Regions from separate parts of the Mus musculus genome. Here region 1 is linked to region 2. The links are chromatin contacts, called in public Hi-C maps. All regions are on one chromosome and are shown on one strand. Each heading gives the region's core, a stretch centred on a gene start, on an enhancer-like site or on the middle of the called end of the contact. The rest is flanking DNA. Distances are from core to core; before and after follow the strand shown. Region 1 overlaps Nr6a1 (nuclear receptor subfamily 6, group A, member 1). Region 2 has its middle 16 kb from the start of Gm36744.

Region 1 (6,379 bases), core at 995-3,494, 180 kb before region 2:
TCTCCTAGGACCGACCTGTCAATCGACAAATGGAACAGAATGGCTATATATGTCAGGACATTGTTCTGGGCATCCCATATGTCATTATCTCTGTACCACAGTGTTTTATTATAGTTTTGTAATAAGCTCTTTCTGTATCTATGGATTTTACTCCATATAGATATTCCTATTAGTGGAATCACAATATTTGTTCTTTTGTGACTTAGCAAATAATGCTCTCAAAATTTACTCATATTGTTGTATGATCTGTTAGAATTCACTTATTCTTTAAGGCTGAATAATGTTACATGTATATACCATATTTTATTTATTTATTCACTAGTTAGTGGATGCTTGGTTTTCTTCAACATTGAGCTATTGTGAATCTTGTTGTGAACATGGGTGTACAGCAGTGTATCTCTGAGTTACTATTTTAATTTCTTTTGGGACTATACCCAGAAGTGGAATTGCTGAACCATGTGATAATTGTGTTTTTTGTTTTTAAGTAACTTCTGTTTTTAAAAATTATTTTTATATAACTTTTTACTTTTTGAGATTTTATCCATCCACCCATGTCCTCCCAAGTACCACCTCTGACTTTCTTTCAAATTCACGGATTCTTTTTTTCTTTAATTTTTGTTATGTATATATGTTGTATTGTTTTCAATACTAGAATCACCATTTTATATTTTTGCTAACATATATATGTAAGAATTCCAGTTTCTTTTTTTTTTTTTTTAAAGATTTATTTTTTATTATATCTAAGTACACTGTAGCTGTCTTCAGATGCACCAGAAGAGGGTATCAGATCTCATTACGGATGGTTGTAAGCCACCATGTGGTTGCTGGGATTTGAACTCAGGACCTTCGGAAGAGCAGTCGATGTTCTTAACCACTGAGCCATCTCTCCAGCCCTCCAGTTTCTTTACATCCTTACCACATCCTGTATTTTTTATTTTTATTTGTATTTTCCCTAATCTTTAGTGGTATTAACATCTTTTCATGTGCTTATTTGAAATTTGTATCTGCAATGTATTCAACTTTTGTGCTTCCTTTTAAATTAGCGTCTCAGTAGGTTTGCCTGGTTGTTTTAGTCATAGGGGAATTCTTTTAAATTCTAGGTAATAACAATTTATCAGATACCTAATTTGCAACCTCCCCCATTTTGCATACTGATTTCTTTACTTTGTTGAATATATTCATAGACACACAGGGCTTTTTTTTTATTTTGAATTTTTTGTGTTTACATCATTCTCAGGATATTATACATTCCAAGTATGTCTTCAATAGCTGAATTGTATACTGCCCTGGAATTTTAATTTTGATGTTGTTCAATATGCTTTATTCTTATTTTTGTCTGTACTTTGAGTTTTATAGCCATAAAACCATTGCTCAGTCCAAAGTCATTATTACAGTTTCAATATGAAGTACCCCACATACTCACATATATATCTTTGGTCACCTGATGTAGCAGAAACATATGGCCAGCAGTCACTTGTTTTATGATATATAGGAAACGGAGAAAGTGAAGGATGGGAGACCTGGTTTAACTTTTAGAGATTCCCTCCCTGAATTGATAATTCCCCAGGTAGGCATCACCTCTGAAACTTTCTACCACCTCTCAAATAGTGATAGCACATTAGCCTCTGGGGGCGTTTCATATTCAAATCATAATAATCTACCCTCCATTCTAAGAGCCATCTTGTAAAGCACAGTGCACATAATCTATTTCCTAGAGTTCTCAAAAATCTTAGCAATTCAAACATGTTTCAAAAGTTGAAATTCCTTCTTTGAGAAACTCTTAGATGAATTACCTGGATTATCAAAAGTAAGTTGCACACTCCCAAGATCACAATGTCACATTTCTGCCCAAAAGAGAGAAATAAGGACATAGAAAGAAGAGATAAGATCAAAGCAAGAGAGAAACCTATTGAGACAAGCATTTAAAATGTGTAGCTCTTTTTCTGGAATCTGTTGTTATCTGGGAGGTACAAAATAGTATGATGTAAGCTCCAAGACATTTGTGCAATCCCGCCCCATGGCCTTTCAGGTTTCAGCTTGCACAACTTCTCCTTTGGGCTGTCTTTGCTTGCTGCTTGCAGCTTTTAGTGATAGTCCATGTTCTTGGCATTTCTAGCTTACAGGGATTTCCTATTGTATCTTTACTAACTCTTGAATTTTGCATGCTGCAAAACTACTGTCTTGAGGATAACACTCAAGCTATTAGCAGACCTTGGTGTTGTCTATATAGTGCTAGAGTAGCTGAACCCTTTGGACCACAGTCACAGTAGCCTATGAGTACCCACATGTTTGAATCCGTTTCCCTAGGCAGCCCTGTGCCACCAGCTGGGTACCTGGGATTTCACTTAAGGGAATTCTTGGAGATGAGTTTAAAACATTCATTCCCTTGGGTAGATTCTGGCATCTTCTGTGATGCCCTAAGGACATGTTTGGTACCTTGCAAGGTAGGGTTTCTTCTTAAGAAATTTAATGTCCACGGAAAGGTTTTTGTCTTTTGACTGTTTTTTGTTCATGATTATCACTGTTAATCTGACTAATCAACCATAGCCTGCCACAGCCTAAATTTAGTCCATATCTTTGAACTTGGGAGTTGCGAGAAGTCTCAGCACATGTAAGAAAGCTCTTTGCCAGAGTGTAACATGAATGACTTCCCAATAGAGTCCTCAATCCCACTGGAAACCTCAAGAGCAATCTTTATAATTCACATTTTAGTCCATCTGAAACCTCAGGAGTGTAGACTTTGTGCATTTCTACTAACATGCCTATCTTCTGAGCACTTACCAGAGTCACTGCCCTAGTTAGCTTCTTGAGACTATTTCATGTTCCTCTTGAGAGCCAGTTCCAAAAGCTTATGAACCACAGATCAACTATGATCCATTTTCTTTGTAACAACTTTTGTTAGTCTTTTTTTGTTTTGTTTTGTTTTTTTGAGACAGGGTTTCTCTCTATAGCCCTGACTGTCCTGGAACTCATTTTGTAGACCAGGCTGGCCTCGAACTCAGAAATCCACCTGCCTCTGCCTCCCAAGTGCTGGGATTAAAGGCATGCGCCACCACCGCCCACCTCTTTTTGTTACTTGGATTAACAACTGAGCAAGGAGGGGGGTGTGTGTGAAGTGATTAGCTAAATATTTCTCTGTTGCTAGGAAGCAAAATATATGTGTATTTTCTTCAGTTTTCCTCTGCTGCTGCATGTGAGCCTCCAGCTTATTTACCTGTCCCTGTTAGTTAATCCTCCATAGAAATAACCCTCACAGACACACCCAGAAGTGCACTTTACCAGTTTTGTAAAAACTTTTTAGTCCACTCAGGTGGGTATTCTAGATGTGCATTCACTGTCATGAAGCTTTCTACCTGTTTTCTCATAAAAATTTTATTCTTTTTCTTTATATTTTATATTTGATAATTTTTTGGATATAGTGCAAGGTAACATATAATTTCATTCTTTTGTATATAGCCATTGTTTTCCTAGGCTCTGTGTTAAAAAGATTTCTTTCCCTATTGAATATGGAAAAAATTGTCAAAAAATTATTTGGCCTTGCTTAGCATGCACAAGACTCTAGGTTTAGTACCTAGCACTACAAAAACAAAACAAAACACAAAAACAAAAAACAATCAAACAAACTACACACAAATATTTGGTAAGATACAGACATGCAGACATTCTATTGGCCTGCCTGTCATAATGTCTATAACATGCTGTTTTGTTTTTGTTTTTCAATACTCGAGTTTGAACTCAAGTATATGAGTATGTTAGGTAAGTACTTTGCCACTGAGCCACACCCCATCTCCAAGTGTCACAGCTGCTTTGCTTTTATGGTCTATAGTCAGGTTTCTTGTTTTTTTGTTTGTTTGTTTGTTTGTTTGTTTGTTTGTTTGTTTGTTTTTAAACAGTGTCTTACTAGCCTTGGCTGCCCAGAACTTGCTGTGTAGACCAGGAAGGGTCATAAGAGATCCCACCTACTACTTCTTCCCAAGTACTGGGATTTAGGTGTGTATCAGCATGTCCCGGCCTAGTCTGGTTTTTGTTTTTGCTTTTGTTTTTTGTGAGAAAGAATCTCTCCCTGTATCCTGGATTGATTTGGGATTTGCAGTCTTCTTATAGCAGCCTTCAAATGCTGGGATTGCAAGCATCTGCCACCACGCCTAGCCTTTTAGCCAGTTTTGAGGTCAGGAAGCTATAGATTAAAAAAGATAAAATACAATCAGCTTTTGGAAACTTCCTTCCTTTTCTATTTGTAGCTTGGTAGGATTTTTATTATGAACAATGCCCAAGTGTTTAAATACAGTTTCTGTATCTTGATGTATATGTTTTGTTGATGTGGTTTTACTGATTGAGGTTTGAAAGTTGAGTGACCCATATAACCTGGGGGAAAACTCATGTAGTTATGAGGTATGAAAATTTTCATATCTTGATAAGTTAAGCTTTGGAAATTAATTTTGTTAAACAGGTTAATCTTTGGGAACCAAAGCTTGTCTTAACCCCAGTACTATGCTGTCTATAGCGATTTTTGTTTTTCTTTAGCCCATTCATTATCTTGAGTACATATCTTTTATTTGTTTAAATCTGTATTTTATATAGTTACAAATTACCCAACTGGTTTTTTAGATAGGTACAGGAGCTCTTATCTGATTCTGAAAACTCCGTCTAGAGATTTGTTCTAGAACAGAAGAGGTGGGCCACTGTGGTGATGTAGTGGTTGTATTATTCCTACATAGTCCACTAGGTGGTGACAGGCCCTAACTGAAGAATGAAGAGGGAGGTCCTTGGGAAAAAATAAGATATAATGTTACTCGCTTTGGAACCATAAAACAGTATGTTCTGAAAAGTAATGTCGCTAACTTTCGAAATTTGGGAGGCTATAACTAGCTTTTTATAAGAGCATATATGAATACTAATTAAAAATACACAGTCTTTTTGTTGTTGTTTTTCTTCTCTTGTTTTTTAGACTCCAAATTCCTAGTTTATTTTTTAGTGGGCTCAGTTGTAGTGGCCAGGATCATCCGTAACATTGCATACTCTTTGCCTAGGACCTGTTTGAGTACCAGTATAATGACAAGGTCTGAGGTGATCTTCGTACTCTTGCTCTACTTGAGATCCATTATCCAGCTGGTCTAGACACACAAGAAGGCTCTTGGGACTTCTAATACTTAAGGTTTTGGTGAAGTAGGAACTAAATCTGACTCCCACATTTGTTTTAAACTGTTGTGTCCTGTAATTGGAACTGATTTCACAATCCCAGAGCAGTTCTATCCTTCTTCACTTTTCTCCCCCGTGTATTCCTTTCTTAATTGAGTTTTGTATTTTAGCTTGTAGGTGCTATGATATTTGGGGGGTAATTCCCTGAAAGTATGCTTGACCAGCTTAGGATAGCAAATCTTTTCTCACCAAAGAAGCTATAAACTAATACAAAACCATTCTGACAAGTTTATTAATGAAAACCACTGAGCTTGTGATAAGATCAACATGCATTGCTTTTGTCTGAGGTTGTAAGCAGGCTATGAGCTGGTAAGCTTTCTGCTGTGGCAGGTCACTTTGAGAAACTGCTTGTTAAAAATGATGATATTAGCCAGGCGTGGTGGTACACACCTTTAATCCCAGAACTCGGGAGGCAGAGGCAGGCGGATTTCTGGATTCGAGGCCAGCCTGGTCTACAAAGTGAGTTCCAGGACAGCCAGGGCTATACAGAGAAACCCTATCTCAAAAAACCAAACCAAACCAAACAAAAACAAAAAAAGATGATATTAGGTGTAGAGTGGTAGAAAGTATATTCAGCATTTATAAGATCCTGGGTTTATCTCCAGTGTTATGAATTTAAAAAAGAAAAGCATAACAATTTTGGTGACAACTCTATATAACCTGAGGTTATAGTTCTGTTGTGATAGTGCAGAGTCAGACTAGCCAGGGCTTTATCCTGGAAAATCTTGAGATGAGACAGCTATAGGCCTACTTTACCAACTCTTCATATGTCCTGAGTTGAAAGGTGTTGAAACTGTTGTGAAGGATGGTGGAGTACTTGCTAGACAACATTGGACCTGAGTGTGGTTCCCAGCATGGGGGGTGACAGGGTTTTGACAGGTTGTGTCAAAAGGACAGACAATAAGCCAGGTGTGGGTGGCGCACACCTTTAGTACTAGCATTTGGGAGGCAGTGGCAAGCAGATCTTTGTGAGTTTGAGGCCAAGTCCCAAATAGCCAGGACTGGTTACACTGAGAAACCCTGACTCAAAAGAAGACAAACAACAACAACAACAAATAAATAAAAAAATAAAAACAAAAAACCCTCAAACCAAACAAAAAACCTCAAAACAAAACCAGTATGAGAAAATGCCAGGGATTTGTGGAAAAGCCCAAGTGAAATAGAAATCTGAAATAGACTT
Region 2 (6,324 bases), core at 577-3,076:
TTTACTGGGTGCAGGGTAGTTGCTGTGCCCCAAACTAGCATAGGACTGTATCATAAGGTCTTCTGAGAGAGAGCCTGTTATCCCCCATTCTGCAAATGACAGACAGGGAGGGCTTCAAGTTCTTCCACATCGTAGGTCCCCAGAAACAAATGCCTGGAGACCTGGACTTGCATAGGTGAGCCAATGCTCTCCAGGAATTGTGTCCCAGTTGCAACCCACATAGGGTTCAGGGAGGAAGCCACCAAAGCCCAGGGACTGTCTGTGCCTCTCTGGCTCTTGGGGGTTCCTCACTCACCCTGCCCTTTTGTCTCACTTGTCCTGTGCACACCCTGACCCAGCTCTGTAGCCCCAAAGGAGGCAGGCTGGATGGTGTTGGGGATCCGACTGGTGGCTGCACGGTGAGGTAGTGCCCTGGCCTGTTTTCAGTTGACTTCCATGCCGGTTCCTCCTCAGTGAGACAACCAATCCCTCACTCCTGAGTGAAGCCCAGCTACCTGTGAGCAGCCATGCCTCACACCTCCAGAAATCAGTGCCCAGGTGCCCACACCTGCTGCTCATGAGCTTAGACTGGCAGCAGGGAAGCCCCAGGCCTGTGCCTACACAGTTAGGACTAAGTCAATCTCCCAGCAGAGTGGGGATCTATAGCCTCAGGCCAGGGACACTGCCACTGCTGAATAGGCTGACTGCTGGGCAGAAGAGATGACTCAGGGACTAAAAGCACTTGCCACAAACCCGGATGACTTAAACTTTATGCCCAGAGCCTACATGGTGAAAGGGGAGAATTGAGTCATGTAAGCTGTTCCCTGACCTCCACATCCCAGCACATGCACACACACAAGACAATTTTTTTTTAAGTGCTAACAAAAACTAGCAAGCCTAGTGGCAAGGCAGAATCCCAAAGTCAAACTGACAGCTTCTCTGCTCCCGCTCCTCTCAGACGGCCCTGTCCATCTACCCCTTCCTGGCCAGGAAGACAACCTCTCCGTGTGTGTGTGTGTGTGTGTGTGTGTGTGTGTGTGTGTGTGTGTGTGTGTGTGTGTTGGGGGTGGCATAGGCAGAAAGCTTCAACACCTGGTTTATTATCAGGCACTGATGGGCGCCTCTGGAAAGTGGAAGGAACTAAGACAAACAGAAGGACCAGCCGGTCTGGTCCAGAGCTGCTTTTCTCTCACGTGGAGCTGCCTGCTGTACATTTCAGTCTGGGTTTCCGTTGATGAGCTGAGGTCTTCTGGCCACTGAGCTCCTGAAAGGCTGGGAGGAAAACCCTGCACATACGTGCCTTTTAGACCCCTGTAGGAAAGTGCAAGGGCTCTCTTTGGGCAGAGCTGGCAGGGATGGCCAAGATTAGGGAGGGTCTGGGAACAGAGACTTGGGGGAAAACTCTGCCACCCCAGCCTGCCTGCCCCTCATGGTCTCCCTGAGACAGTTTCTCTACAGTCAGAGCACCTGCATGCACCTACTGTCCCCAGAGCTTTCGGAAAGGACGCATGGCCAGCAGCCACCCCTCGCCGGAACCTTTGCCCAGGTTGCCTGAGTGCGTGGTTGGGAGGAGCTGGGGGCAAGAAGCAGGGATCGTCGGGCAGAGTAGGGGTCGGGAAAGTGGGGCCGAAGTGGAAGCGGCTTCGTTGCTACGAGCAGCCCTAGCAACGCACCCATTCAGCAGAGACAAAGGCACAGAGGCGCTGCAGTGGCTCTTGTTCTCGCAGACGGTTGTGCTTGCGGGTGGGGGCGGGGTGGAGGGGGGGGTTGGGCCTGTCGGGTGAGGGGCAGCTGCGCGCTCTGATCTTGCCTAGCCCTGCGCCCCTGATCTGCCTGCAGGGGGCGCTTCGGCCCCTTTTAGCGGACCAGAAGCTGAACATTCAAGGCTGCCTGCCACAAACCTTGGTCTGTGGATCACACCCCTATGACTATTGCTACATCTCAGATGCCGCATCTGTACAGGTAAGCCTGGTTCCTGCTACGCCACTGGCTGCCTTAGTCGCAGCTCCTCTGGATGCTTGGCCTCCTCTGCACACTTCGAGGAAAGCAGCCTCCCCTGACTGGTGGACCAGAATCAGCACCGGCCTGGGGTTGGGCACTGAGCCTAATCCCAGCAAGAGTTCCAAAAACAGGCCTCTCTTTCAGCCAGCCATGGGTATAGTTTGAGACTAGGCAGCGCTGATCTAAGATTGGTTCTTGTATGGTTGAGTCTCAAATTATTTTCATCTTGGAGCAGTGTGGGAGTGGAGGGATGAGGGAGTCTGCCCAGGAAGAGAAGTACCTGAAGTCTTAAACACTGTCAGCTCCACAGCCTAAAAAAGAGAACAGGAAAGATAGGTCCCTTTTCCTGTCCCCTGTCCCCTGGGAGCTCCTGGCCCTTCCCAAGAGGCCTTGGCTTTTAGGTCTGTCAGCCTACAGCTCTAGCTTTCCAGTGCAGAGGACAAGGTCCCTGCAGTCAGTGCTCACCAACCTTGTCCTAGCCTTTGCTGTGTCCCCAACCCTGCCATTACACTAGCTGGTCCCTTGTTCTATCTAGCCTTATGGGTCTTCTGGGTTCTGTAATGGAAGAGAAGGCTGAGGGAATCCTGGGTCTATGGGTCCCTAAAAGGGGGAAATATTTGGTGAACTGTGCACAGGCTAAGACATTGGACCCCCACTATCAGACACCCTAAAAATCTGCTCAGAACTTTACTCTCAGATTAGTGGTGAGGAAATTGAGGCCCACCCAGCTCTCGTATCAGGGGCTCAGGCACACTTCCTCTCCTTACCCCCCTACCCTGGGCTAGGAACCCTAGACAGGAGTTCTAAGTAGACCCCACCTCTGGTTGGTCACCCAACTGTTCTCCAAGGTCTCAGTTTCTTTGTCTTTCTAGTAGGCTTATAGAGTCTGCTGCTGTTCTCCTAGCTCTGGCTGAGTGATGGAGAAATCAAGGCAGCAGGAAACACTAGGCATGGAGATAGAGATTGTACCTCTCAGAGCAACAGATCTTCTCTGAGAATCCCAGACTCGGGCATTCTCCTGGGCCATGACCCAGGGACATGAAGCCTGTAGGTCACAAGGGCCAGAGAGTGTCTGAAAGAAGAGGTGTTGTGCTTGGCCCTGTCCATCTGGCCCCAGGGCCCCCTCACCCTTGGCCAGGTGCACCTGCTCTGCCCTGAGCACCTCGGCTGCCTTCTTCTCTGTCATCCTCCGTAGTGTGTTCTGCACCTGTGGGGGAGCACAGGTCAGGCCTTGACCTTCCCTAGAGCCCAACAGGTGGGTCCACCCTTGACTCTGTGAGAAGTAGGAGTAGGGACCCCAGTCTACCCTCCCTTGGTTTTTTTCCCCCCACAGTATGCTCACCATACTCACCTCTCCATTGTAAGCAGCGTAGACAAGGAAGATGTATGGGCCCTGTGGACAGGCCTCGTATCACTAAGAAGGAACACCCACCTGCTCTGTGGTCTGACCTCCCACTTTCCTTGGATCAAGAGCCCAGGACCACATTCAGTAGATACACTGAGGGACGTCAAGAGGCAGAAGGACTCAAAGCCTGCCTTGCCCTCCCGCTAGCCCTTTACTCTGCGGCCCATAAAGTCTCTTATTTCCTTCAGAGATTGAGTGTGAAGGGCTCAGCATTCAGGGCTAGGGCAGAGCTGACTCCTCTCCACATGTGTCGGGACCAGCAGGGCCTTGGCACTCACAAAGTACCAAGATAGTGCTGTATTTGGTCCCAAGATAGTGCTGTCCAAAAGGTCAGACTTGAACTGAGCCTAGAACTAGAGCCTGGAACTTACTCAGACACCATGTGACAGCATAAAAGGCAGCTTTCTGTTCAAGCCCAAGGCCAAGAGCAGAGGGCATTGGACTCCTAGGTCTTCCAGCCTTTGGGCCTCTGGTCTCCAGGCATAATGGATTGACATCCTAACACTAAACCCAGAGCCAGCCTGTCCCTTCTGCACCTCAGCATTGCCTTCTCCATGAGTCTCCTTTTCATACTGCACACCAGCAAACAAAGGCATCTTTCTGGACCCCACCACCCCAAGCTTGACATCACCCATGCCTCACACTCCCTACAATAAAACTGGGGTCTCCTATAGCAACTTTGGAGTCAGAACAGTCCGGTCCCATGTCCCCTCCTGACCCATCTCTTACCAGCCCTCACATTGTCCTGCCTCTCACAATGACACCCCTTTGCATACAGCTTTCACACCTTGGCTGAGAATCAGCCCTTCCACATAAGAATTCTCTCTATTCCCATGCTGCTTTGGCTGTCCTTTGCCCTCTCAGCCTCTGTGGTACCACACTATGGATAGGTTGTATGAGGTGGGCACTTTGGTCCCATGTACTATGTTCTTTGGGGTGTGACCCAGCAACTGGCCTGGGGGTTGGGAGGATCTGTAAAGCATGAATGAACGAACACATGAATGAACAAACAAAGGAGTCCCCATTCACAGAGCTTTGGTGTGCAAGCATTGCGCACAGCCCTTTGTAAAGGTTATTTCATTGGATCACCAGAAGATTCCTTGAGGCACAGACTTCAATCCCCATTAGGCAGGTCTACCAAGGTAGATGTGAGCTACCTCGCTACAGAGGTAAGGCATTGCTTTCCTTCCATAGAACCAGACATAGTGTGGGTCAGAAGAAATAAAAATCATTCCTGAATAACAAGTGAGGCTGGATCTGTTCTGGTCTCTCTAGATCTCGTTACTGTGCTGGGGTATATCCTGTCTAGTTTATGCCCAAGACAGAAGGTCAGGGCTTCGGGTATAGTGGAAAGAGATACAGATACAGGTGGTGTGATGGAAAGGAGAGGAAAAAAGAAAAGCCAGGCCTGGGGATGGTCACAGGCATCCAGGCGCCCAAGGACACAGCCTAGAATGAATCAGGGACCTGCCTGACAGCACCACACCCACAGGAACCAGGGGCAGGCCAGAGAAGGAGCCACAGACTGGGACAGGAGAGAGCTTAGAAGATGGAAAAGAGCCCAGGGGCAGTGCTAGGAAGAAATATCAACAGAGAAGACAGTGATAGCCTGAGAGACAGAAGGAATCAGAGAAAGTTCAGAAACAAAAGAAGCCACAGGTGGGGGGGGGGAAGATGTGGAGCCTAGGGTGTTCTACTGGTTGCACCTCTACGCTCCCTCCCCCAGCAGGCCTGGAGAACATTCCTGGTCATGGAGGGGGTACTGCCAGCAAGCTGACATAATCACCATGACAACGAGCTTCTGTCACCTTCAGTGTCCTGTTTTGAGCTAGAGAAACCTCATCAGGGTCACGTAGACACACAGGGAGAGCTGGGATAGAGCCTCTGAGTACGGGGGAACTCTGTCAGGAAAGGACACGGGTCCCAGTGTTCTGCTGTTTAGGCTAACAGGGTACTGGGGACCATGCTTACTCCTTATCATTGCCAGGGGTTGCTGAGGCCTTCTTCTCCCACAGCAAACCCCTTTCTTCTTGCCCCCACCCCATGTGCACATCTGTGTGGTGTGTACATGTATTTCTGCACATGTGTGAGCACATGTATATGCACGCGTGTGGCGGTCACAAGTCGCTGTTAGGTCTCAACCTCAACTCCTATCCACTTTATCTTTTGAGACAGGATGTCTCACTGGACTTGCAAGTCACTCATTCAGGTAGTCTGGCTGGCTAGTACGGTCCAGGGATCCTATCTCCACCTCTCTAGAGCTGGGGTCATAGGCATACACTGCAGCACTCAACTTCTTTTATGTGCTAGGGATCAGAATTTAGGTCCTTGTCCTTGCATGACAAGTACTTCAACTACTAAGCACCCCCATCACACACAAAACACACACACACACACACACACAGAGAGAGAGAGAGAGAGAGAGAGAGAGAGAGAGAGAGAGAGAGAGAGAGAGAGAGAGAGAGAGACTTGTCTAACTTAGCAGAGAATAGACAAGTCTCCCAGGTCCAGGGTTAAGGACAACGTGAACCAGGACTTCTCCCATCCCTGCCTTGCCCCCTCACGACTGTGCCACCCTTTATCTGGATGATGGTTGGCCTCTGCTTCCAGAATGTCATCTTCGACGTGTCTTTTCTTCTGCTGTATCCTAGCACCTCACATCACGGTAGGTAACTACCGGCTGTGACATGAACGGAAGAGCAGTCGTCACGACTACCCTCCTGAAGATTGTGCCAGGACTTGCCCACAGTCAAAGCTGACTACCCTTAGAAACTGAATATAGGACCCATCTTATTTCTGCCTGTTTTGAGGCCTTGGGAAAACAACTGCACAAGGCCCATTTCTCTGTGAGTTTGCTTTGAGATTTAACTGTGAGCTGGGCCAGAACAATCAGTCACACAGGCATCAGAAGCAGGCCTTACTGACTCAACCCTCCTCTC

What was found. A called contact is a pair of places that touch in the nucleus more often than the background predicts.
Region 1: a contact with region 2 is called in a Hi-C map of gonadal supporting cells, with 1.6 times the contacts expected there. The contact joins two enhancer-like sites. A contact is called at or near these places in 5 of 39 promoter capture datasets (the C10 cell line, cranial neural crest, liver and 1 more) and 6 of 484 Hi-C or Micro-C datasets (the BV-2 cell line, ECoMG myeloid progenitors, cortical neurons and 3 more).

The regions. Positions count from the first base shown.
Region 1 is chr2:38,862,551-38,868,929 of GRCm38.p6, reverse strand. The region is part of intron 3 of Nr6a1 (nuclear receptor subfamily 6, group A, member 1); the gene reads left to right. The region is part of intron 3 of Nr6a1os (a long non-coding RNA gene); the gene reads right to left. Among named protein-coding and RNA genes, the nearest start is that of Mir181b-2, 12 kb to the right of the region's middle. Within about 2 kb of position 2,244, at least 24 of the 459 cell types and tissues checked have an H3K27ac peak or open chromatin away from gene starts, as enhancers often do.
Region 2 is chr2:38,684,458-38,690,781 of GRCm38.p6, reverse strand. It overlaps the pseudogene Adgrd2-ps. Among named protein-coding and RNA genes, the nearest start is that of Gm36744, 16 kb to the right of the region's middle. Within about 2 kb of position 1,826, at least 63 of the 459 cell types and tissues checked have an H3K27ac peak or open chromatin away from gene starts, as enhancers often do.